Regions from separate parts of the Mus musculus genome. Here region 1 is linked to region 2. Evidence: chromatin contacts called from public HiChIP or PLAC-seq data. All regions are on one chromosome and are shown on one strand. Each heading gives the region's core, a stretch centred on a gene start, on an enhancer-like site or on the middle of the called end of the contact. The rest is flanking DNA. Distances are from core to core; before and after follow the strand shown. Region 1 has its middle 14 kb from the start of Gm22521. Region 2 has its middle 280 kb from the start of Gm41333.

Region 1 (6,024 bases), core at 3,045-5,544, 390 kb after region 2:
AAGTACCTTACTTTGAGGTCTTTATAAGTTTAGTTAGTTTCTATAGTTGTATATTGTTGTTCAGCTTTTTCATTAACCCTTAGTTTTGGTTAAAACTCCTATGCCCACCATCTTCTTCTGCCATCCCAGTGCCTTACCTATTTAAATCTTTCCATACTAGCCATACTGCCCCCACACCCACAATATTTTCACATGATATGTTTTGTACTATTCTTCTGTAACATCTCATTTCTTCCAAGATCTCTTTTCTTGCCTCTAGGTATCTATAGTCACTACAACTCATATATTGAAATCTAAATTCCTGAAGATAGGCTCCACATATCAGAGACAAAAATATAGTGCTTATCTTTTGGCCAGTGTTAATTCACTCAGCACAGTATATTCTAGTTCCACTCATTTTCCTGCCCATCTCACCTTTTCCCAGAGCTGAATAAAATTCCAATGTATGCATGCCCCCACACCTTCATTATTCATCCATAAGCTGATATGCATCTAGGTCACTTCTATTTCTTAGCTAATGTGAATACAGCATTGATGAAGATCTATGCGCATCTTTGACAACATTTGTTATTTGCTTTACTTATTAAGATTTTGTTATTCATTTTATGTGTGTGTGCAGTTTGCCTACACATATGTCTATGTATTTCAACCACATCCATTCCTGGTGCCCGAGCAGAACAGAATCAAAAAGGTTGGATCCCTTAAGACTGCAGTTAGAGATAGTTGTGAGCTGCTCTGTGGGGCTTGAATTGAACCTAGGCTTTATGAAATAGCAGTCAGCACTCTCTGCATTTGTTGCTTTTCTAATAAGAACCCTTCTGACCACTGTGAGATGAAAATCTCAAAGTACCTTTAATTTGCACTTCTCTGACAGCTAGTGATACATGACTCTTTAAAGATGTTTATTAGCCAGTTGTATGCCTTCTTTTGACGATTCTGCTCAATTCCACTGTATTCCACCATTTGAAAAATTAGGTTGTTCATTTTCTTGATATGTAGTTTGTAAGTTCTTGGCTTATTATAGGTAGTGATTGTCTGTAGGCTTCTTCTTCACTCAGTTGACAATTTCCTTTTCTGTGTGGAAAGTTTTTAATTTTAGTGGGTTTTAAATTTAGTTTTAAATTTAGTGGGTTTACTGATTCTTAACCTTATTTCTTGGGTGAGCGTGTTATATTCAAAAAGCTATTGGTTAGATCCATCTCTTGTAATGTGTTTTCTACTTTGGTGAGTTTCAGATTTTATATGGAGGTCTCTGATCATTTTTTTGTTGAATTTTGTTCAGAGTAAGATATAAGGTCTGTATACGGTTATCCTATTTTCTAAACACCATTTTTGAATATGCTGTCTTTTGTTGAATGTGCTATATTTTTTGACTTTATGAGATATGTTTACCTTATTGGACCTTCATACCTGTTGATAACAGATGTAAATGGTAATTGAGAGACCACTACTTATTGTTACCTTTCAAATCTCTCTGTTACACACACGCGCACACATACACACACACACACACCACACCACATCACATCACATGTATCCTTTTTTCTGTGCTGGGAAAGGAAACCATAGCTTCATCAATGCAAAACAAACATTGAGCCAGTGAGCTATATCTACAACCTGGACAGTAATTTCTCAAATTATTTTCTTTACTATTTTAAAGATAATTTATGTATTTTCTCACAGGCCAAGTTTATTGTAACACTTTTGTAGTTCACTCATTTTAATTGATCACATTGTTATTACTTTAAGCCCTTCAGAGTAACATGTTTTCTCTGTTAATCTGAATTCAATTTAATTATGCTCAGTATAACTACAATCAACACTGAGTACCTATTTTGTGACGGATACTGTGCCTTATTGTATAAATTGCGATTAAAGTGATTCCTGTGTTGTCTTAAAGTAGTCATAGTCTATGAGAAACCAGATTTGTACATAAGTAAATGTTTTGTTTTGTTTTTTAAATCACTGAGATAATTCAAAGAGTATTTGAACGATGTTAAGAGAACTCTTTGCTGTCTGAAAGCAGACAGGCTCCATGGAGCAAAGAGAAAGTACGCAGGGGTATCACAGCAGCTGAAGTGACACCTGAGGTAGATGGCAAAGGTTAATTCATTATTTCACAGAAAAGAGTCACTTTCACCATAAGGGTCACTAGGTAAAACAAGACCAGTAGATGGACATGCACAGTGTTTAGAAAGACACTCTAGCATTTGGACACAAAGGTATGTGCCATGTATTTGTTCAAAGTTTATTTTGGGAATTCCAACTCTAACTTTAAACACCTACTCAGCCTCAAAACTGTCTAGGTTTTAGAATCCATGTTCATTAAAGGGCAGTTTAGACACTATATTTTGTCACGTGATCGTGCCAAGCAGGGAGTTTCTGTTTCCTGTCACCCATGGAACGAGCCCACATCTCCTTTGTTATCTTTCACACCATCCTAAGTAGAGTGATATAATGAACACAGTTTTCTGAATCTGATGACACGTGCAGAGCGGTTGAAATCTCCTTTGAGATTAAAGTCTTCAGTAAGTATAAAGCCACTAGCCTGTTAAACCTAGCTTCACTGAACAGTTATAATTCTGGATATGCAAAGAAAATTCTCTGTGACCCATATAATCTGTTTCCCCTTCATCAGCTCAGCTACTTTATCCAACACTGTGGCTACTGAAAGGAGCCAGATACAAATGGTCATAGACTATATGACCCTATTTATATGAAGCATCCAGAAAGCAAATCTGTGCTGTCTAAGTATATAAGTAGTTTCCAGAGGCTGGAGAAAGGGGCAAATGAGAAGTAACTGTTAGCAATGCAGCCTTGCTCTTTATTTTTTCCATTTTAAAATTTTCACACTGGGCATCATGTAGTTCCCACCAGCTTAAACTTAGGGTTTAGTCACGAATGACAGTGAGCTTCTGCTCTGCCTGCCTACACCTCCTGAGCACATGGATTACAGTCAAGCACCACCACGCCAACTTATGCAATATTGGGAACAGGACGTAGGGCTTCATGCACCTAGACAAATATGCTTATCAATTGAGTGGCTTCCAACCCTGGCCTTAATTTTCATTATATTAAGTATGGCACTTAATCTTAACATCTCCATATATGTATGCTCTATTTTAGTCTTAACTACTTTCCCCTCCCATTACACTTCATTACTCCCTTACCTTATTTCTACTTCCACATCTCTGACAGCACCTCCTCCTTTATATTACCATGGCCCTTTTCCTCTCCCAGAGGCTACACATGGGAAGAACCACGTGATACGTCTATTTTATGGACTTCCTATCTCACTTAACATAATGATCTCCATTCCTAAAAATGATAGGGCTTCGTTATCCTCAGCAGCTGAGCAAAGCTTTATTGGGCATATGCACCATGTTTTCTGTATCAGTTCATCTGCAAGTGGGTAACTGGGCAGATTCTACAGATCTGATGTAGATAGTGCATAAAGACACATGGGCATGAAGATATCCTTATAGGAAGTTCATATTACTTTTTGAGTATATTCTTTTGAGAACTATGGATATTTTCTTTTTTATTGTTTTAAGAACCTCCATATTAATTTTCATTGTCAGCTATACATTTTAAGATGATGAAAATGGCTATAGTTGGATAAAGGTGATAATTCAAACTTGTGAATATAGTAAAAATAACTATAAATTAATTAACTGTAAAAGTAAATGATTTCTATTGCAAGGGTGAACTTTACAGTGTGTGAGGCTGTGGATACAGCTCAAGATATGGCTATGGCTGTGGATATGGCTCTGGCTATGGCTGTGGATATGGCTCTGGCTCTGGCTGTGGATATGGCTCTGGCTCTGGCTGTGGATACGGCTTTATTACTACTGAAATTTGATGAATAAATCAGTTTTGTTTTGTTTTAGATCAGACTTTCTCAGAAATATTATAGGCAGTCACAAACATTTTGGATTTAATCTTCTGTTTTCTCACAAGCTGCAGACCACAATTATTGCTCCTTATCCAGTGGCTGGCTTTTCTAGAAGGAAGAACTAGATAATTATTGGCAAATTTGCCAGATGGGTGAATTCACAAATTATGGAAGATATTCTTTTGGGTTTTGAGCCTTAAGAAATGAATGATAAGTATATTTATCTCTGTGGGCTACATTTCCATTTCAGCCAGCAGTGTAGCTTAAATTCAAGTGATTTGGCTATGATACAAATAGCATACATTATATGCAAATTTCCCAAGCATATGAACACAATCACATTCACAGTTGGAAGAAAGTGAAACAAAAATCTATATTTAACCACACAGTCACTTATGCTAAAAATACCATCTTTCAAGACACATCTCATTTTTCCAGTGGTTGGAAAATAAACTTCATAGTATGCTCTCCGTGGCACTGATGATCAATTGTAAAATTATGGCATAAAATTTTAATCTGCTATTTTCCCCCTCTGAGCAATTGATTTTTTTTTTCAAAGCAGTGAAACTGTGGCTTTCTCCCATTTCCAGGCCTTTGAGCTAGTGATTATTCTAAACACCTGTTTTGCTCTCAAAATAAAAGGATTCCAAAATATGTATGGTGATGCATGACTACTTGCTATTTAGTACTTGTGTATGTTGGGGACATATCCACTCAGATGAAACCTGGGAAATGCATTTGTTTTTCTTGTTCAGCCTCCATTACTACTGCTCTCCCCTTGAGATACTTCAAAGCTCATCTGCTAATAAAACTCAGTTTTGACAAGGGGGGGGGGAGTAAAGTACTGAGCTTTTAAATCTTAATATTCCCAACACCCGTTTTCCTTTATCCTCCTCTGGCGATAGAAGCCATCAAAACAAGTTTATGGTTTATAAAGACACCTCCATGCTGCCTTTAAAAAAATGATGCTGTATCTGTGATTTAGGATGTTCTTCGACTGAAGAGGGGACCCCAGAATACTCTTTATATAAATGCTGGATGGCAGTACCTTTAGAAGCCTTTGACAGTATGGCAGGTGGTAGGGTGGGGATGGAAGACTTAAAGTATATTAGCATATTAAAGTCCTAAGGTATATAAGAACACCACTTTTTCATGTTTAGAAAAGTGACTAATAGGTTAAAAAAATCGAAAGTATGATCTTGGCACCAGAACCTAATGGAGATACTAAAGTTTATGTTTCTCACTGTATCTGTCCATTAATATACAAAATATATCTTCAGGATCTATATGACTCTCAATTTCATTTGACATTTTTTTTTTTTGAAGTTGGAAATGTTTTCTCTTCAGGTATTTTTTTTTTTCTGGATAATTTAGTCTACTCTCCTAGCCTTAGAAATGTATGTACCACAATATTTTAGACATGATTCGGGCTAATTACTTCTTGTTATTGGTGAAATACAATTCTTGTTCTCAGTAATTTCACACAAAAAAGTGTTCTTGTCATTGTCACGATCATTGTCATCATCATTGTCATTGTCATCACCATCATCATCTGCCATGGGTTGGGCACTTTCTTTCAAAGAATAGTGTAGGTATTCCAGCTCCTTATGTATTTTGGTTCAAGTACATAGCTATAAAATGACTCTCCCATGCTGCTTCTTAGTGAAAATGAATCTGGAAATACCGCTCTCTTGTCCCTGATAAAGGGTAAATGGAAACTAAAAATGGAGCAAACTCTTGCATTGATCCTTTTCAGTCTCCAACAGTCAACTTCATTCCTCCTGTTTAACATAAAATATGGGAGTGTGTGGGTGGGAGGGGAAGCACCCTCTTACAGGCAAATAGGAGGGGAGTGGGGTGGGGAGTTCATGGAAGGGAGACTGAGAAGGGAGCCAACATTTGAAATGTAAACAAATAAAATGATAAATAAATAAATAAATAAATAAATACAATATGCTGGTCTTCTCCCTACCAGGCACAGTTTAATGTCCTGTTCAAAGAAACTGTATCTCCAGATGCTGTGCAGGCTTCTCCATTCATCCAGATGTCTGCCTTCATGAAGATGATCCATGAAGATAAGTTTCCTTCCCCCATCGTCCTTCCTGCCTCCCAACAGCTATTATACAATA
Region 2 (6,314 bases), core at 1,095-3,594:
AACCTCAAGAATCAATCTTACATCTGTGTGGCATGGTACAAACTTCAGCCTACAGAGATTAAAAACAAAATTGTATCAACACCCAGGCATATATCCTACTATGATGACAAACATTAACCTAACCGGGGTCTTGTTCTTCCTGGCATACTGAATGACAGAAAACACATAATACTGTTTGACGAATAGTCTATTTTTATTCTAGTTAGTATCCATATATACAGAATGGGTTAGCAAAAGAGACAACACATATATTTATAAACTAGCCTCCAAAAACACTTATCTATGCTGTCCAAAGAGTAGACATAAGAATAGTCCAAATGAGAGGGGCCAGTAAAAAGTTACACTAAGCACTGAGGAGGAACACAATCTTAAAGTCACTGTTTCAATTAGAGAACGGAATTAAATCTCCAACGTCATGGAGAAAACAGTGTTTATAATGTTTCAAATCTTAATGTGAAAATGATCTGGAACGTCACAGAACTAGTAACAAATGCAAGGTAAGACGGGGCATGATAGGGAAAAAGAATGTGATAAACTCATTGTCCAATGGAAGAAGCAAGGGTCATGTCTTTGTAATGTGTTCGTAGCTTTATTTTTGAGGTGTATCTCTAGGTTCTGTTCACTAAGATGAGCATTTTTCTAATACATAATGAAAGTTGAAGAATATAAAAACTAACAAGGAAGAAAGCCCTGGAAGGTAAGTTATATCTGAAAAATAAAAACAACAACATCATCATTATCAACAACAACAGCCCCCCCCCCAGCAGCAGCAGCAGTAACAGCAGCAGCAGCAGCAGCAACAGCAACAACAACAACAACAACAACAACAACAACAACAACAACAACAACAACAACAACAACAAAAACTTTGAAAGCCATGTGAATTTTAGTCTATAAGAACCAACTAAATGTTTAAATCTATACTTCTGAGACAATAATGCAGATGGAGTTTGGGAGGTAACTGTGGAATCTCAAAGATGTCTACTCTTCTTGGGAAAGGTGAGCCACCACTATTGCCTATTTGGTCATGGTATAAAAGGTAGGAAAAACAGCCACAGAGCAACTCAATGTTCCTCATGATTCTGTAAGGTGACTGAGAAACACCCACTAGAATTCAGTTACCTTATAATAGAGATACAATAAGGGACTTTCCTTTCTTCAATTATTCCTCACCTCTGGGCTTGAGCTTTGGTATGCAGCAGCAGATGTTCGAGTCTACCCTTCCTAGTTCATGCTTCCTCATGAGGAAGATGTGGGTAAAAGACTTAGCTCAAAGACTCTTGCAGAATTCAAAGGCAGGGCTGTCCAGAGCTCTTAGCAAGAGATGTGGGAGGTACTTGTCACTGCTAGGTCCTTGTTTTCAAAGAACAATGAGCTAAATCTATCTAAACTCGGAGGCCTGTGTGCTAGGTAAGCTGTCAATGGAATGGTTCTCTGGAGAGTTTGTTCCTGATGTATTTCTGGAAAGAAAGAAACTGGGACCGAAAAGGGAGGTGGTGCTTATATCCAGAGAGGACCTAGGGATCTCATCTCTATTCAGTGCTCTGCTGTCATTGTAATTAACAGGCTTTCCTACCTTGAACAATCTTTTCTTAACACAATTCCCAACTACCTGTACAGTATATTGGGAGAGAAGCCCCTTCTATACTTACAGTTTCAATGACGATGGTTATTGATTTTTCCTTTAATAACTAACTTCTACATCTCTTTCCCCAGGAAGGAAACAAACCAAGCTATTTATGGCTCCCTCTTCATTTAGTTGCATAAGAGCAGTTCTTCTCGGGAAGGGTGCACTTCCGTACTTTGGGATCCTGCAGTCTAGAAAGGGAAACTCCTCTGATGAATCACTGACCAAGTCAAGGCTTGGCTGACCTCAAGTTTTCAAAACTGTGCCTTCTGCACCACATTCTTTGGGAAGTCTTCTCAGATTTCTCAGTATGTTGGAGTACCAACCAACAACACCCCTTCCTTCCTTCTGCCTATGTTCTTGCCTGTATGTGAGAACTCTGCCTCTGGGCCAGATTTCCTCAACTTTCACTAGAAAGTCGTGAAGAAACAATGGCCTCTATTCTTAGTAGCTGTAGTGGAGCACATGCAGGAGGTATGGGATGTTGCCATTTGCTTCTTTTTGCCCATGTTGAGGTTTATCTGTGTCCACACTGCTTCCTGAGTTCCTGCCATTTCAGAGTCCCTTGTCATTATGAGCCTATACAACAGTTGTGCTTTTAGTTTCCTGTATTAAGGTCCTTTCTTCTTGAAATATGCAGAGAGCCCAGTTTCTTCACATTCAGACTGTGAACCACCCAGCTGAATGAAGAGCATTGTTCTGAGGCAGTCCTTTTAGTACCTCCTTGCTGTTATCACCACAATCAGTAGCTTCAATGTTGAACCCCGGAGTGTGAAGCATAGCAGGAACTAGGAGTGTTTTATTCAGCTGCTGAGACACACACAAACACACACACTCATTCACAAACAGACAGAGAGACAGAAAGACAGAGAGATAGAGACACACAGAAAGAGACAGACAGAGACAGAGAGAAGCACCCCAGTATCACTTACATGGCAATTAGGATATTTCAAGCCCAAGTCTAGCTTGGTCTACAACTTTTATGCTTATCTGGGCTACATAGTAACCTCCTGTCTAAAGAGAACTCAAAGACTGAGCTCAGAGTAGAGTGTGTGCCTAGCATTTGAGAGGCCCCGTGTTCTATCTCTGACACCACAGAAAAAGAAATGAGAAAAAGGAAAGAGGCCTTTAGGGCCATCAGGAGTTGGTGGCTTCCCCAGACACATACTAGGAGCTCAGCAAAGGCCTCCTAGGGGGACCACAGCAAGGGGGGAACGAGGCTAATGAAACCAAGAGCAGTAAGTCAAGGATGCTGGTGAGTCATTTCGGTTCCACAGGGTTAACCATCTAACAACTATTAATCATTGGGAAACCAATTAAATTTCCCAATTCTTGCCACTTGATAACCATGTTCTGGTTTTGTGAAACTTGCCAACAATCACCAGTTAAAAAGGAGGGTGAGAAGAACTTAGCTGGATTCCCCGCTGTTGCAAGTGTGTAGCATATGGGTCACCTTCCTTCAAGTGATCATGCAATTGATGCTTTGTCACCTTGGAGATCCATGGAGGAAGGTGCATGAGTCCATTTTCTATTGAGTTGTATACATATACATATGCTTATATGTATATATGCAAATATATGTGTGCATTTGTGTGTATGTATGTAAGTATGTATGTACAAACATATGTATGTATAAATCAATGTGCATCTTAAACCAAGTGCTGGCAAAGTTTATCCTCAGAGGCAGAGAGTAGGTATATACTTTAGCTGTGGTCATATGTTCTGTGCCCTAGGTATTGTACTCTGCCTTTGTACAAAAGCCTTTTGCAAATCAATGAGTATAACTGTGTTTTAGTGAAACTTTATAGCAATAGGGCAAATGAAGACTTTTATCCACTTGTTCATTTTTGCAAATAAAATTAGTTCAAGCTGTAAAAAACATGTTTACTTAAAAATGTTTTATTGACAAAAATCTGGTCAGTGGGCCAGATAGTTCATAGTTTTTGCTCTTAGCTAGCTGACCTTTGCCAAATTATTTCCTTATCCAAATCTAAAAAATACACTACCCTCATTTATCTTACACCCCCCACCCCATGAGTTCAGAAGTTGGTCTTGAAACAAGGTGGAAAGGCACAGCTGGCCTGAAGTTCTAACACTCTTACTGAACAAACTGTGATGATGGGTGAGACACCAACCTTTATTCAACCTTTGCTACTGTTGAGGGCTCTGTCGTATGAGTTGTCAAAGCATAACAATATGCAGGGGGCATGCACATATGCATATTAAAGAAGAAGAAACTGAGGCATGTGAAACTTGGTCCAACCTTCTGGATTACATCTGTTTCCAGGTGCTCAGGCTCTTTGTAAGACTTTTATTTTTAATATTTATTTATTTATTTATTTATTTATTTATTTATTTATTTATTTATTTAGTGGCTGGGCATTGGAGCCTAGGGTCTAATTTAAGGAATACGCAGAATGGACCGGATTGGGACAGTTTCCTCGAAGAAGTCACAGTTCCTTCTGTCTATCTGTTCAGGGGTTATGCCAATTGCTTTTTCTCTACTCCAGTCTTTGTTACTTTTCTTCTCTACCTTCCTCTATGTATCATTTAAAACATCTTGCTACAAGTACAACATACAGTATTCCTTATAGAAAAAGGAGAAATTTTAGATAAGCCCAAGGCAGATATATTTATTTATAAAAATATGCTGCAATATAAATCACTATCTGCTCACTGCTACATACACACACACACACACACACACACACACACACACACACACACGGACTTTCTACCTATGTGTACATTTTAAAAGTCAGCTTTAAAATTTTTTATTGACAAATTTTTTCACACAGTACATTTTGATTATGTTTTCTCTTCCCCAAATTCTTCCCAGATTATTCCCACCCCTCTGCCCACCCAGCTTTATGTTTTCTTCTCTCTTTAAAAAATTGAGAAAATTAAGAAACACACACACACACACACACACACACACACACATACACACACACACACTTCTCAAACTGTGAAAAACTCTGGAGAGAAGCAGCCTAAAAGAAAGCAAGCTTTATTTTGGCTCATGATGCTGGAGATTTGCACCCAAAGTTGAAAGAATACCCTGCTTTGAGCCAAAGACTATTATGGCAGCAGGAGTGGATGTTAGTAGAGACAGATCACCTCTCATAGCTGAAACATCTCTAGGGTATGCCACCAAATGACTTACTTCCTTTATCTACCCCCTAAAGTTTGTAGTATCTGCCAAAGCAGTGTGACCACCAGCTGAGGAAAAAGATGCCAACCCAGGGCATAGTAGGGGCATTCCATATTCAAATCATAATGTTGTAACCATGTTTCCTCTTCTTGGCTACCTTTCTTGCTTGCTTGCATTTGTTTCGGTCTTTTCTTTATGCACTTCCTGTCCCCTTTCCCCGTATCATTTAGATGTACACAGTCCATAGTTTTGAGCACAGTCATAGTACTGGACAACTCATGTCCAGCATGATTTTCCTCTTGTAAGACTGGTTATTTGTACTCATTATACAATTTCCTATTCCTCGTCTTCCCATATCTCTATTTCCACCCTTCTCTTTGGCTCTATGAACATATCATTTCCAAGGTATCCCATATATAAGGAATACAACAGCCTTTGATCTTTGGTGACATTACTATTTCAATTCTCATACTGTCTTGATTCATCTGTGCTGTATCTTTTATCAGAGTTCCATGCCTTTTTAAGGCTGAATATAATCCCAATGTGAGTATATACTGTAATTTTGTCTATTCATTTATTTGCGGGTGGTTGAATTGTTGTCATGAATAATTATTAATCTGCATATGAGTGTATAAACACAGCCTACCCCCCACTTATTTTAGAGGTTCTCACTATGTAGTCCTGGCTAGCCTAGAACTTACTATGGAGCCAGGATGGCCTTGAACTTGAAGTGAACTGCTTGAGGGCTAGGATTACAGATGTGTACTGTACCTTGCTTGCTCTCTGTCCTTCTTGGTATTTACTAAGAAGCATATTTTCTAGAGCATATGGTCATTCTATGTTCCTACCCTCAATTTCTGAAACAATATAGAATGCTATTTTCCTGAGAACCTATACCATTTCACAAGCCTGTGCTGAGTTAAAGAATATCCACATTCTCATAGCTATTTTGCTGTTGTTTCAAAGGTGCTTTCCTCCTGCATGTGAAATGACTATGCTTTGACTTAAAACAAAGATGGAACAAGTAAGGAATCCATACATTCTGTTCAATGATATATTCTTCATTTAAATGTTCATTTGTCGCATCATTAGGCATATATTCTTCATTTAAATGTTCATAGTGGCTATCTAGTCTCCTGACCCGTGACTTACTTGTTGGAAGACTCTAGCCAAGTCATACAACCTCTTTCTGCCTCAGTTTCTAAAGCCAAAAATGCATTAAAACACATTATAAAGGATTTTATGAGAGAATAGCAATGATATATGAAACAAACCAGAAATAGCTAAATGTGCATTGACAGTACTTAATAAGTATTAATAATTGCTAACAATAGTTTTATCATTGTTCACCAAATGTTTTTGCAGGTCTAAGTAAATCCTTCATGACCTTGACATTGCTCCTGAATTTTGTAATATTTTATAAAGATCTAAAAATCAGCTACATAGTTGTAATTATTTCTTTGTTAATACCGTGTGGGACAGGTCTCCACCTTCAGAGAAGACTGGACCAGACAAGAAAACTCATCCCAACAA

Evidence for each region. HiChIP or PLAC-seq counts read pairs in DNA pulled down with a chosen protein or histone mark.
Region 1: a BATF HiChIP or PLAC-seq map of CD8 T cells shows a contact between it and region 2, with 12 read pairs. The contact joins two enhancer-like sites. A contact is called at or near these places in 1 of 484 Hi-C or Micro-C datasets (3T3-L1-derived adipocytes) and 1 of 115 datasets of contacts at active chromatin or transcription factors (CD8 T cells).

The regions. Positions count from the first base shown.
Region 1 is chr15:62,776,682-62,782,705 of GRCm38.p6, forward strand. No RefSeq gene overlaps it. Among named protein-coding and RNA genes, the nearest start is that of Gm22521, 14 kb to the right of the region's middle. Within about 2 kb of position 4,295, at least 12 of the 459 cell types and tissues checked have an H3K27ac peak or open chromatin away from gene starts, as enhancers often do. A contact at or near this core is called in CD8 T cells, where this site is marked.
Region 2 is chr15:62,390,712-62,397,025 of GRCm38.p6, forward strand. No RefSeq gene overlaps it. Among named protein-coding and RNA genes, the nearest start is that of Gm41333, 280 kb to the right of the region's middle. Within about 2 kb of position 2,345, at least 86 of the 459 cell types and tissues checked have an H3K27ac peak or open chromatin away from gene starts, as enhancers often do. A contact at or near this core is called in CD8 T cells, where this site is marked.